Regions from separate parts of the Mus musculus genome. Here region 1 is linked to region 2. The links are chromatin contacts, called in public Hi-C maps. All regions are on one chromosome and are shown on one strand. The core of a region is the stretch at or near the end of the contact, and the rest is flanking DNA. Distances in the headings are between cores, read along the strand shown. Region 1 has its middle 73 kb from the start of Peli1. Region 2 has its middle 70 kb from the start of Gm46273.

Region 1 (5,417 bases), core at 1,706-4,205, 180 kb before region 2:
AAATACCCTGAAAGACATGCCCACAAGCCAATCTCATAGAGGCAATTTTTTGGACAAGGTTTCCTTTTCCCAAGTATATCTGATGTGTTTATAAAAAGATAAAGAGAGAGGGGATATGTTCTATGGAGGTGTGGTGAGATATGGGGGAAGGCGGTGCCTCTGTGGGCCCATGCTGAGGCCTCCCTTCCCCCTGAGGGACCAGCCACATGATGGTGTAGTACAGAATAGACTTCATTAAGGGCAGGAGGAGGGGAATTAAGAGGTAGTAGAGGCAGAGAAAGCAGAGAGAAAGAGAGAGAGAGAGAGGGAGAGAGAGAGAGAGAGAGAGAGAGAAAGAGAGAGAGGGAGAGAGAGAGAGAGAGAGAGAGAGAGAGAGAGAGAGAAAAGAAGAAGAAGGAGAAGGAGAAGAAGGAGAAGAAGGAGGAGGAGGAGGAGGAGGAGGAGCGGGCACATGGAGAGGGGAGGGGAAGGGATAAGAGAACAGAGCAAGAGTGCGAGAGGAACAAGAGCAAGAGAGTGAGGAAGGGACAAGCAGCCCCTTTTATAGTGGGTCAGACCTACCTGACTATTACCAGGTAACTGTGGGGCAGAGCTTAGACAAAATGCTAACAATGCCAAGTTGATAACTGCCTGGTTAGAGTTTCTATTGCTTCAATAAAACATCATGGCAAATTGGGGAGGAAAGAGTTTATTCAGCTTATGCTTCCATATCATAGTTCAGAAGTGGAGGAAGTCAGGACAGGAACTCAAGTAGGACTGGAGTGATGTAGAGACCATGGAGGGATGCTGTTTACTGGCTTGCTCAGTCTGCTTTCTTATAGAACTCAGGGCCACCAGCCTAGCACCACCTACAATGAACTGGGCCCTCCATCACTGATCACTCATTGAGAAAATGCCTTACAGCTGGATCTCATGTAGGCATTTCCTCAACAGAGTCTCCTTTCTCTCTGATGATTTTAGTTTGTGTCAAGTTGACACACAAAACCAGCCAGGTCAACAATGGAGATTAGCCATCACAGATCCTCTTTCAAAGTACATAAACGAACTGATACAGTCCTTGTAGTTTTGTCATCATTTGGGACTTTCTGGTGTCATTTGAAATGTTAACATATCAAGGAAAGCTCAGACTTGAAAACTCAAGAAATCACCAGTGATTGTCATGAGATACTTAAAAATCACTACAAATGCCTGAGTTCACTTCTTGCCATGTCAGCTTTGCTCAAAATGAAAGAAATGAAAGAATATGGTTCAGCAATTAGAGAACCTTAAAACAGTGGGTGGTCTACTGCAAAGCACATAGGAACCATTCAGACTTTACTCCTGCAAAGACAGCTGATCACCGTGATGACCAATGTCTACTTGATCTGACCTGGTTATCTTAAGATGCTGCCTTATAGACAACTAGTTGTCACCCAGCCAAGTTCCTTGCCCAGAGAGCACACTATCCCCACAATTGCTTCACGCAGAGATTAGCATGTCTGAACAGAGAAATAAAATGCTAGCCATTAGTCTTATGAGTGTGTGTGTGTGTGTGTTTCAAAAAAAACATTGTTTTTGGGTAGGGATAGAACTCGGAGGTGAAGTTTTGGCATACACAAGGCCCTGGCTTCAATTCCCAGCACAATAAAGTAATCTTTATCTGTTTCCCTTTTCCTCTGCTTGAAATTAGTTCCAGTCCAGAGTACGTACTGCTGTCCACTGTGTGCCAGGCTAGGAATATGGTGGCAAAAGGCCAAGCAGAGGCTCTCAGAAGGTTGCTTCCCATGAAGGGAAGTAAGAGCTGACAAAGGCATAAACCAATAAAGCAATGCAGTTACAGTAACTAAGGGCTGTAGGGGAGGTGACCTGGGACAATGGCAGACATCTGAGGAAACATGCAAAGAGCTTGTCATAGAAATGAGTGCCATGGTTGACAGGAAGACTGCAGTATGGCTGCAGCAGAGTAAGGCGGGCAGGCTTGGAGGGTGACAGGGAGATGAGGAAATGAGGCAGAGTCACATCAAAGGAAGATGCAGGATGCAAAGTAGGGAAACTGCAGAGTGCCAGACAGACACTTTGTATATTGTAGGCTACTTTGTATATTGTAGGTCAGACAGGGAAGTAGGAGGTACTGGGTCAGAGATCCAGGTGATAGATAGGTAGAGTGCCTAGGGTTGTCGTGGCAAGGTTAATGTGGGCCCACAGTGGCTTTGTGAAATTAGAAAGGGCCCTTTAGCAACACTGACAGCTGATAGGTGGGATGTGGAGCCAAGAGCAACGGAGCATGACTCGTTTGAACCAGAGTAGATGGGTAGAGAGAGATGGATGGTGGCAACATTCTGATCAGGCTCACGTGGAGTCCACTGACGTTTGCACTCAAGGTGGATGTGACTGTACCTGACACCTAAGCAGCAGTTGTGGTATTGATGCTGGCTTCCCTTCTGCTGGCTCTGGGGATGTGCTGATACACAGAGATAATATGTGTGACATAGTAGGCCAATGTATTTGCCTTCCCATAAGCTCCTGTCCCCATGGTTCGCTAACTCCGTGAGTACAGAGAAAGCCAGCCAAGTGATGAGTCTTTTATTTCAGGGGAAGACAAAAGCTTGAAATCAAGTGATTTCGATCAACAAAAAACAGCCTGTTGAAACAAAATATACTCTTATGTCCCAGCAAGGCTGAACCTGAAGGATTTCCCCTGATCATAGGTAGAGCCACGCCAAACACAAGAAGCAACGATGCCTGTACCAATTCCCCATGGCGGGAAAGAGGCATAAATGTTTGAGTAACAGGCAGGGAGTTGGAAGATTAAAAGTGAACACAGAATTAACCCAGATTTGGGGGTGGAGGCTTGATACTGTTGTAACCCCTGAATTACTGATACTAGAGAGACTTCAGTGTTGTACAGACAGTACAGTTTGCCTCTGCGTTCCCTGCCAGAGGCTCCCCCTCTCCCCCGCCCAGGCAAGCAGGATTTGCAGACAGCTGGTTTCTGTGCTGCATCCTCCTGCAGCAGCCTGGGGCTCCCTCCCCCTCCTAGCGTTAGAATGGCACGACCCATAATGAGGACATTCTGAGACCTTCTCCCCGCCTCTGTGTCTCCAAAAACCAACACTCCTGCTGATAAGAACTCCAGGTGCCTGTCCTAGACCTTAGAGAAATAACAAGCTCAAGGGAGACCATGGCAAAAAAGCTAAACAGAGGTCAGATCACAGTTATGACTGGCCATAAAAAAAAAGTCCTTGAACAGACACCCATTAACCCCCCACCCCTGCTTCCGTACTATTCCACCCTCTACTCCCCTTTTCTGTGAATAGTCACACTATTCCTAACTATACTGTATATAAACCCAATGTTTTCTGGACTCAGGTTCGCTTGCCAGCATTCATGCGGTGAGTGCGGGGAGGTGAACAGAGATTGAACTTGAAACAGCCAGTTGCAGCGGACTTTGCAATTCTTGGGCTTATCTGGGTTTCAGGTGGACTCAGGGCACAACAATATGAGGAGGTGTCAACCCTCTCTCCCCGATCCCCACCCTCCAGTAGTAGGCAATTATGGATCAATGAAACTCTGAGAATTATCAAGCAAAGCTTTGTACCATGTTTCCAGATCCTGGGGCCCATGCTTGCTCTGAGGTCCAGAGGGTTAACGATGGAGTCAGACAGGATACACGGGAGGAAAGTATGCAAGGCTCATCTTCTACTATGGAAAGCTGTAATTATGGCTGAAGCAGGAAGTAACTGAATCCATGTAGGTCAAAAAAGTACAGAGAGAATAATTTCCTCAGCAAAATCAGTGAGAGAGACATTTTGAAAAGGAAAAAAGGAATGGTTTTTTTCTTTCTTTTTCCTTTTTTTTTGTTTTTTTGTTTTGTTTTGTTTTGTTTTTTTGAGACAGAGTTTCTCTGTGTAGCCCTGGCTGTCCTGGAACTCACTCTGTAGACCAGGCTGGCCTCGAATTCAGAAATCCGCCTGCCTCTGCCTCCCAAGTGCTGGGATTAAAGGCTTGAGCCACCAACTTCTTAAGAAGCTAAGGTCTTTAATTGGCAAGATCAAATATTTCCAACTGCACCAGGAATGGGGCTTTCGAGAAGGAAGGAAATCTTACAGCAATAAGGCCAGTCATCTATCTATCTATCTATCTATCTATCTATCTATCTATCTATCTATCAATTAATCATCTACTTATTTATTATCTATTTATCATCTATCTATTTACCTTCTGTCTTTGATGATTTTGGGGGGGCTATATTTCAATCCTGCTGTATTAGTACGGCCTGCATTATTAGCAAGTGAAGAGAATTCAACCTGAAGTTCCTGTGCTTGTAGCAGGGAGAGAGAAAAAGGGTGAGAGAAGGTAGATTCTGTCCTAGCCATTGCCTGGAGAAAGGCAATATTGGGCAGAGCATGCAGAAAGACAGACAGACTTGTCACTGTTCACTCTCTGTGTCTTTTGTTCTAGATACATGCACAAACTATCCAAAAAGCTAAAGACAGAAAATAAATCTGTGCAATAAAAATAGACTCGTGCCTAGCAATCGGCATCTGCTCCTTTACAAGGAACATTACATTCTTCTCGCTCTAGAGTCTTTGTCACTTCTCCACAGTGGGCCACGTGGTCATCCCTTTCCCGTGTGTTGACAAGGGTTCTGTAAACTGCTTCTCCTCTGCAGCTAAGCATGACCCATCCACACTCAGTATTCTAATACAACTCCATACATCCTTCTGTAAGGGAAAACCATCCTGCTGGCCCTTGACCACTGCAGTGGAGGAAGGTGTGGGAGGGACTGAAAGGGGGTGCTTGCTCCCACTCTGGTCATGCGCACCCCTTTGACATCACAGAGTAATGAGGAGGTAGAGGAAAGAACTTGGGCCTGGGAGGCCAAACTCAGTAGAATAGGGTTGATGTCTGCCAACTACTCACTACAGGGCCTGGGTTTCAGGTTTCTTCCTTTGCACATTGGAGAAATGAACTATTCTGAGCTATCCTAGCACAATGATAGAGCTGTTCTGGTTGCCTCAGCACCCCAGTCCAAAAGAACAAAGACTGACTTTGTGAGATCTTACATCTGGCCAGCTCAGCATACCTCTTTCCCCTGGTTTTAGCGGAGATGCAAACCCCCTCTTACAGCACTCAGACCCTTTCGTAAGGCTTTCACTCCTTTGGTCCAACTCTGCTTGTTATAGTAATTCGTGTTTTCTTTTGTAGGTAAAGAGTCGAACTGCTTTAAATATTAAAGTGGTTTATTTAAGCTTCAGTAATTGACCCTTTCTTTGTGGGAGTGGCACTGGTGTCTCATGGATTCCCTTGAAAAGAGGGAACACGTATGCCTGTAATAAAGACTATGCTTGCTAACTTCCCCTGTAGCTGGCTAGTTATGCCACAGGTCTAAACTGTGGCCAGTGGATTCTAGAAATAGCCAAACCTCTTCTCTGACA
Region 2 (5,246 bases), core at 655-3,154:
TCCTTGTCCTCTCTTGGTGCTCTTTGGTGGGTGCATCCACAGCACTTCCCAAACAGTGAGGTCGGCTGCAGAGCAGTGCTGCTGCCTTCCTAATCCTCCCTGCCCTGTTCTTACTCCCCTACAAGTTGCTTGATCCTCCATCCTCCCTTCTTATCCTCTGCTGTGCAGACAGGGTGGACAATGCGTCTATGCCACGAAGAGTTTTCACTGTGATTTAATTGAAAGCCATTGGTCCACATAGTCTCGCAGTACTGGAAAGCTTCTGGAAACATCAAAATGATTCTTTGTGGAGACTAAACCCCATATTTGATGATTGATTTTTTTCCCCCTATTTTTCCCCAGCTAGACATGCACCATGTACCTAATACAACTCTGCGGCCACGGGGACAAACATGTGAGAACGATTTTTTAAAAGTGTAGCAGAGTGAAAATTCCATTTAAATCTTTGTTTTGAGCTAAACAATGAGATGGGAGTGCCAAGTGGTCAAATGGATTGTTTCTACATTCAAGAGAAGCAGTCTAGAGAGAGCGGAGGTTACCAACATTTAGGGCTAGCCCTTCCCACTCTCCTATCTTTTGGTGACTATGCCCACAGCAGGCCTGTTAGCCCAGTGGTTTTTTTCTCTCTTCCTGGGGAGTCAGAGCTGACATGGCACTCACTAGAACCAGTAAAGAAAACAGGCTGTGGCAGAGACAGCAGAACACAGAAGACTCACAAGTGTGGCTTCAATGTGTTCTGAGAGCCTTAGCCTGATCGGCTTCATACACCTGCGGTCTTATCTGTAGAAATGCTTCCTTTACTACTGTTCGGGTGCTTAGGGACTGTGTCCTAGTAGTCAGGTATTGCTCTACATGCCAGAAAAAGCTGTGAAGGCAGGGAGTACAGTATTAAAATAGACCAGAAAAAAAATCACTGAGAAAGTTATATTTGTGTAAACAATAGAAGAGAAAAAAATTAAAATGATGAACCACAAGTATCTCTGAGAAAGAATGTGCTAGAAGAGATAGCTAGCGTAAGGGCCCTGGGGTGTGTTAGAAGAAGGGGGCGGGAGGAAGCACAGCAGCAGCAGCTGTGAAGGCGGGGGGGGGGGGGGGGTAGATGCAGGAAGTTGTAAAAGGCATTGCAGACTTGGATTTTCCATGAACATTGAATGGTAAGTGATTAGAAAGTTCTGGGCCAAGCACTGGGTGTTTAGTGGGTTGATGTGTTGAGGATAGACTACAGGGAGCACAGGCAAGAAGTGGAGAAACACATCAGGAGGCTACTGCGTCCAGGTGGGAGGTGACAGTGAATTGAACCAAGGGAGGAATGGAGGCAAAGGTGACGTGATTGGACTCAAGTTGTACGTTAAAGATGTTTGTGGATGGGCTGTGTGTGGATGTGAGAAACATAGTATATGCTTCGTCCAAAGCAACAGAAGGAATTGTGTTGCCATTACCAAGATGGGGAAGGTGGGTGAAATGGGTGGAAAAGAGACAGAAGGAAAACTGAGAACAACATCCACCCCATCTCCCACACGGGTTTAAATGCAATGATTTCTCTGTACTGCATCAGCAAATATACTTCACTGTTGTGAGCATTCAAGTTTCAAAGGACGCCCCAGACCCCAGCAGCTCTCTGTTCACAAGCTGTTTGTCTCTCAGACATCCTGTCACTCCATAGGTGGTTCATCCCGGTGGGAGCGGGTACGTTCCTCAGCACAGGACTCCGAGATGTGGCAGGTGTGATCTCAGCTATGTTTAGGTAGCTATTTTAGAACGAGCCCTCACAACGGTGACTCAACTATGACTTAACAGTTAATACCTTTATTTCTTGCTAACAGAATATGGTCCCTAATCTTTCTTTCATATAGCAACTGATGTTGCCATGCAGATCTCTTGGTTGCTATGAGACGGGAATATAACCGCGCCCCGTGATTGGCCAGCACCTCTAATGCAGTGTGGTTCTCACACGGGCTGCTGACACTGAGCTGTTACTATGGTGAACTTTACAGTTTCCTTTGATTGGTGGATTACAGAAATAGGCCATCAGTGGAATTCATTATATTCAGCTAAGTGAAAATGAAAAATAAATGTAATAGCTTTCCCCCATCATCAGTGTGGAGAAAATATAGCATCTAATGACGTAATGAATCATCAGTAGATGACACAGACCCTTCACAGAGTGAACAGCAGTATCATCCAGTGCCAAATTTGGGTGGGAAATATGCTCTCTATTGATTTGAATCACTTGTTTAGAGTTAATGGCGTTGGGCTGAACGGGTCTAGGAGCCCAAGCTTTGGAAGGGGACATGCCTTTCTCTGTGGGAGATTAATGTTCAGGCTGGGACCTGGGTATGGAGGGTGGGAGGCATATCAGCTCCAGGCAGGGCTGATTAATTTTGCATCTCAAAAAAAAAAAATGTGTTCTTGGATGCCTTCATCAGACAGGCTGCTGAGAGCTCCTGGGGAGAAATGGCTGATGACAGTCACAGCCAAGCAGGCTTTGTGCTTTTGGCTCTCCACCCTCTCATGCTGGCCTGAGCCAGCTCAGCGTTAGGTGGATAGGTGAGTCCTGGATGCCAAGGCTCTTGCTCCGTGGAAAACTGACTTCTAATTCTTCAGACTCATAGCTCAGCTCTCTTCAACCTGAGCAAATTTGGGAGGCAGATGGAAGATGAACTTAGGAAGGGAAGTCAAGGAACAATCTCTAATACCAATTGAGGTGAAGGATGGAGAGTGGAGGACTCGGCAGTTTGGGAAAGAGTCAGGGAGTTACAAAGGCAAAAGTTGTGTGCATTGAGCTCTGGACTGATGTTTGATATACAATTCATCATTTTTAACAGCCCCTCCCTCCATATGACAAATTACTTTTGAAAATAATCATAAAACGAGGCAAGGGGCAACAGCCAGAAAGAAAATATCTTTGATTAAATTTTGTATCGTAACAATAAAGAAATTAAAAATAACACTAATGCTATAATCTCCTAGTGTAAGAAAGTTGTTTTATTGTGTACTTACCTATTTAGTGTGCTTGTGTCCGTGTGTGCGCACGTGGCGGCCAGGGTATGCTGATATCTCCTAAGTCCCCTGAGACAGGGTTTCTCACTGAACTGGAAGCTTGCTCACCGGTTCAGCTAGTCTGGCTGCCCCACAAACTCTGGGGTCCACCTGCCTGTGTCCCCCAAGCCAACACTGGGTATATAGCTTCTCACATGAGTGCTGGGGGTTAGAACCAGTAACTTCCTGCTTATACAGCAACTGCTTTTACCACTGAGCCATCTTGCAGGCCCCTTCTTTTATTTTCATTAATGTGCTTTTTGAAGAAAAGAATGGAACATACATTGGTCTTCTATTAGAAATGAACAGTGGCTTTACAATTTCTGTGTTTGTGAAAAACTTTGGCAAATACGGCAAAGGTTTTGTCCACATTGGTTTTCTTCCCATATTCATAAAGTATCAATCCATTTTTTGTTGCAAAAACATTCTTTATTATTTTTAATTTCAAAAAGTGAGGGGAACAGATTAAGTAGAAAAACATCTTAGTCTGATTATTATTACAATATATAAATATTTATAAAGGTAAATATTTATAAAACAATAAAATTTATTTATTATTAAGTCAATAATAGAATTGTTAAATTATTAATTTATTATTAAATTAATATTGAAGAAAAAAGAAAGCATCATAAACAGAATATGTTTGTTTATCACTAATGCAACAAATAAAATAAAACAAAACCCGATATCACTGTAAATCCTGGAAAACTTAAGCACAGCTGAAACCTCTGAGCAGTTGCATAGAATGACAGATTCGAAGTCAGTCAGCTGCTGTTGTCTTCACAGTCCCAGGCACTGGCCATTGTTGTTTGGCTGCACGGGAGAGGAGGATGTCATACCAGGGAGCCTGAGACAGGAGTTATGCCCAGAGCTAGCTCTGTGTGTGTTTGCTCTCAAAACAAATGCAGGGCTAGTTTTTCTCATCAACTTCCATGTAGTTAGAGATGTTTGCTCTAAAAGACACACCCGAAGCACACTAAATGGAAACTTACAAAATTTATACCATAAAAACTCAACTGCAGCCTCAGAAATTGTTCAAAACAGACAAACAGAAGTAATTTTGTTTTGTTTTGTAATTTTATTTTGCCTGAGGAAAGTCACTTACCACTGACACTTTTCAGAATCGTTTGTCCTGGTGATTATAAATGACAAGCCAGCTTTCAGTGGGTTTAATGTGGCTTTTAAAGTGCTTTTCAGACCAATCCCTTTGATATCCTGCTCAGGGTAGAAGCCTTACCTCCTGCTCAGTATAGCTTAGATCTACGCTGGGATTGTGCCATTCTAGAGCTGGGGGAGAAATAAAAGACAGCTCTGCAATATCTAGTAAGTTCTCTGACCATGGCACCACTAAATCATGTTGTGTTTCTGTTGTCCTATGATAATAAAAGGAGGACAGAAATAAAGACTAAGGGGTCTCTCATAAAGATATGACCAAACCCTACAGCTTTGCATGCTGCCTGTGTGTGCTCTGGCTTGGCCGAACATTCCATCTCAGTGTTTGCTGATCCATTCTGCTCATGGCTTTAACCTTTGTGTTCATGTTCAACTGAACTCAGCCCCGGGTTTATCTCTACTGATAAAACAAACAGAACACGCTCGCTCTCCAGAACCATCTTCATTGCTGGTCTAGTTGGGCAGCAGCATGGGAGACAGGAAGTTCCTGGAACTCTTAGGGGGCAGTAAGTACAGGAAGGAGGAAAAGGGGGAAAGAAAAATACAGAAGCTTCAAGGTTGGCTAGGTTTGATAGTCCCTTTTTTTTTCCTGTTACCTCACCAGATAGCTATATATAGAACCATCTTTGAATAGATGGATGGTTTCCTAGGGAAGGTGACTTAAAGCTCTGATGCCTGGCATTTTACCAGTGTTGCTATATATTCCTTTCAGTTATATTAATCCGTGGACAGCTTCCTCGGGAGTGCAGATGCTGTTGGAAGAAGGAGCATGCTTATATTTAGTGCTTTGATATAAAAGAGTGTCTTGGGGTACTGCCTCTGTTATTTAATGATCGGGATGGGAAGCCTCAGTACTTAGCTGTGAAGACACCTCTCAACTCAACCTTGCCCAGTCTTGAATGCACACCTTTTATGTTAAGAAATGTCCGTGCCTACTCCTTGGAAAACGAGAGAAAAAGACCCATTCTGTTGATAACAGTTTTTGAAAGAACTCGACCTATAAACAGTAATAATGCTTTAATTTTCTTTTTCTC

Evidence for each region. Hi-C and Micro-C count contacts between places; a contact is called where the count stands out from the background.
Region 1: a Hi-C map of cortical neurons shows a contact between it and region 2, with 2.5 times the contacts expected there. The contact joins two enhancer-like sites. A contact is called at or near these places in 1 of 39 promoter capture datasets (hippocampal neurons), 11 of 484 Hi-C or Micro-C datasets (the AML12 cell line, bone marrow-derived macrophages, cerebellum and 6 more), 2 of 115 datasets of contacts at active chromatin or transcription factors (embryonic stem cells and neural progenitor cells) and 1 of 9 other capture datasets (embryonic stem cells).

What each region holds. Positions count from the first base shown.
Region 1 is chr11:21,161,434-21,166,850 of GRCm38.p6, reverse strand. No RefSeq gene overlaps it. Among named protein-coding and RNA genes, the nearest start is that of Peli1, 73 kb to the right of the region's middle. Within about 2 kb of position 2,955, at least 55 of the 459 cell types and tissues checked have an H3K27ac peak or open chromatin away from gene starts, as enhancers often do. A contact at or near this core is called in cortical neurons and hippocampal neurons, where this site is marked.
Region 2 is chr11:20,984,604-20,989,849 of GRCm38.p6, reverse strand. No RefSeq gene overlaps it. Among named protein-coding and RNA genes, the nearest start is that of Gm46273, 70 kb to the right of the region's middle. Within about 2 kb of position 1,904, at least 49 of the 459 cell types and tissues checked have an H3K27ac peak or open chromatin away from gene starts, as enhancers often do. A contact at or near this core is called in cortical neurons and hippocampal neurons, where this site is marked.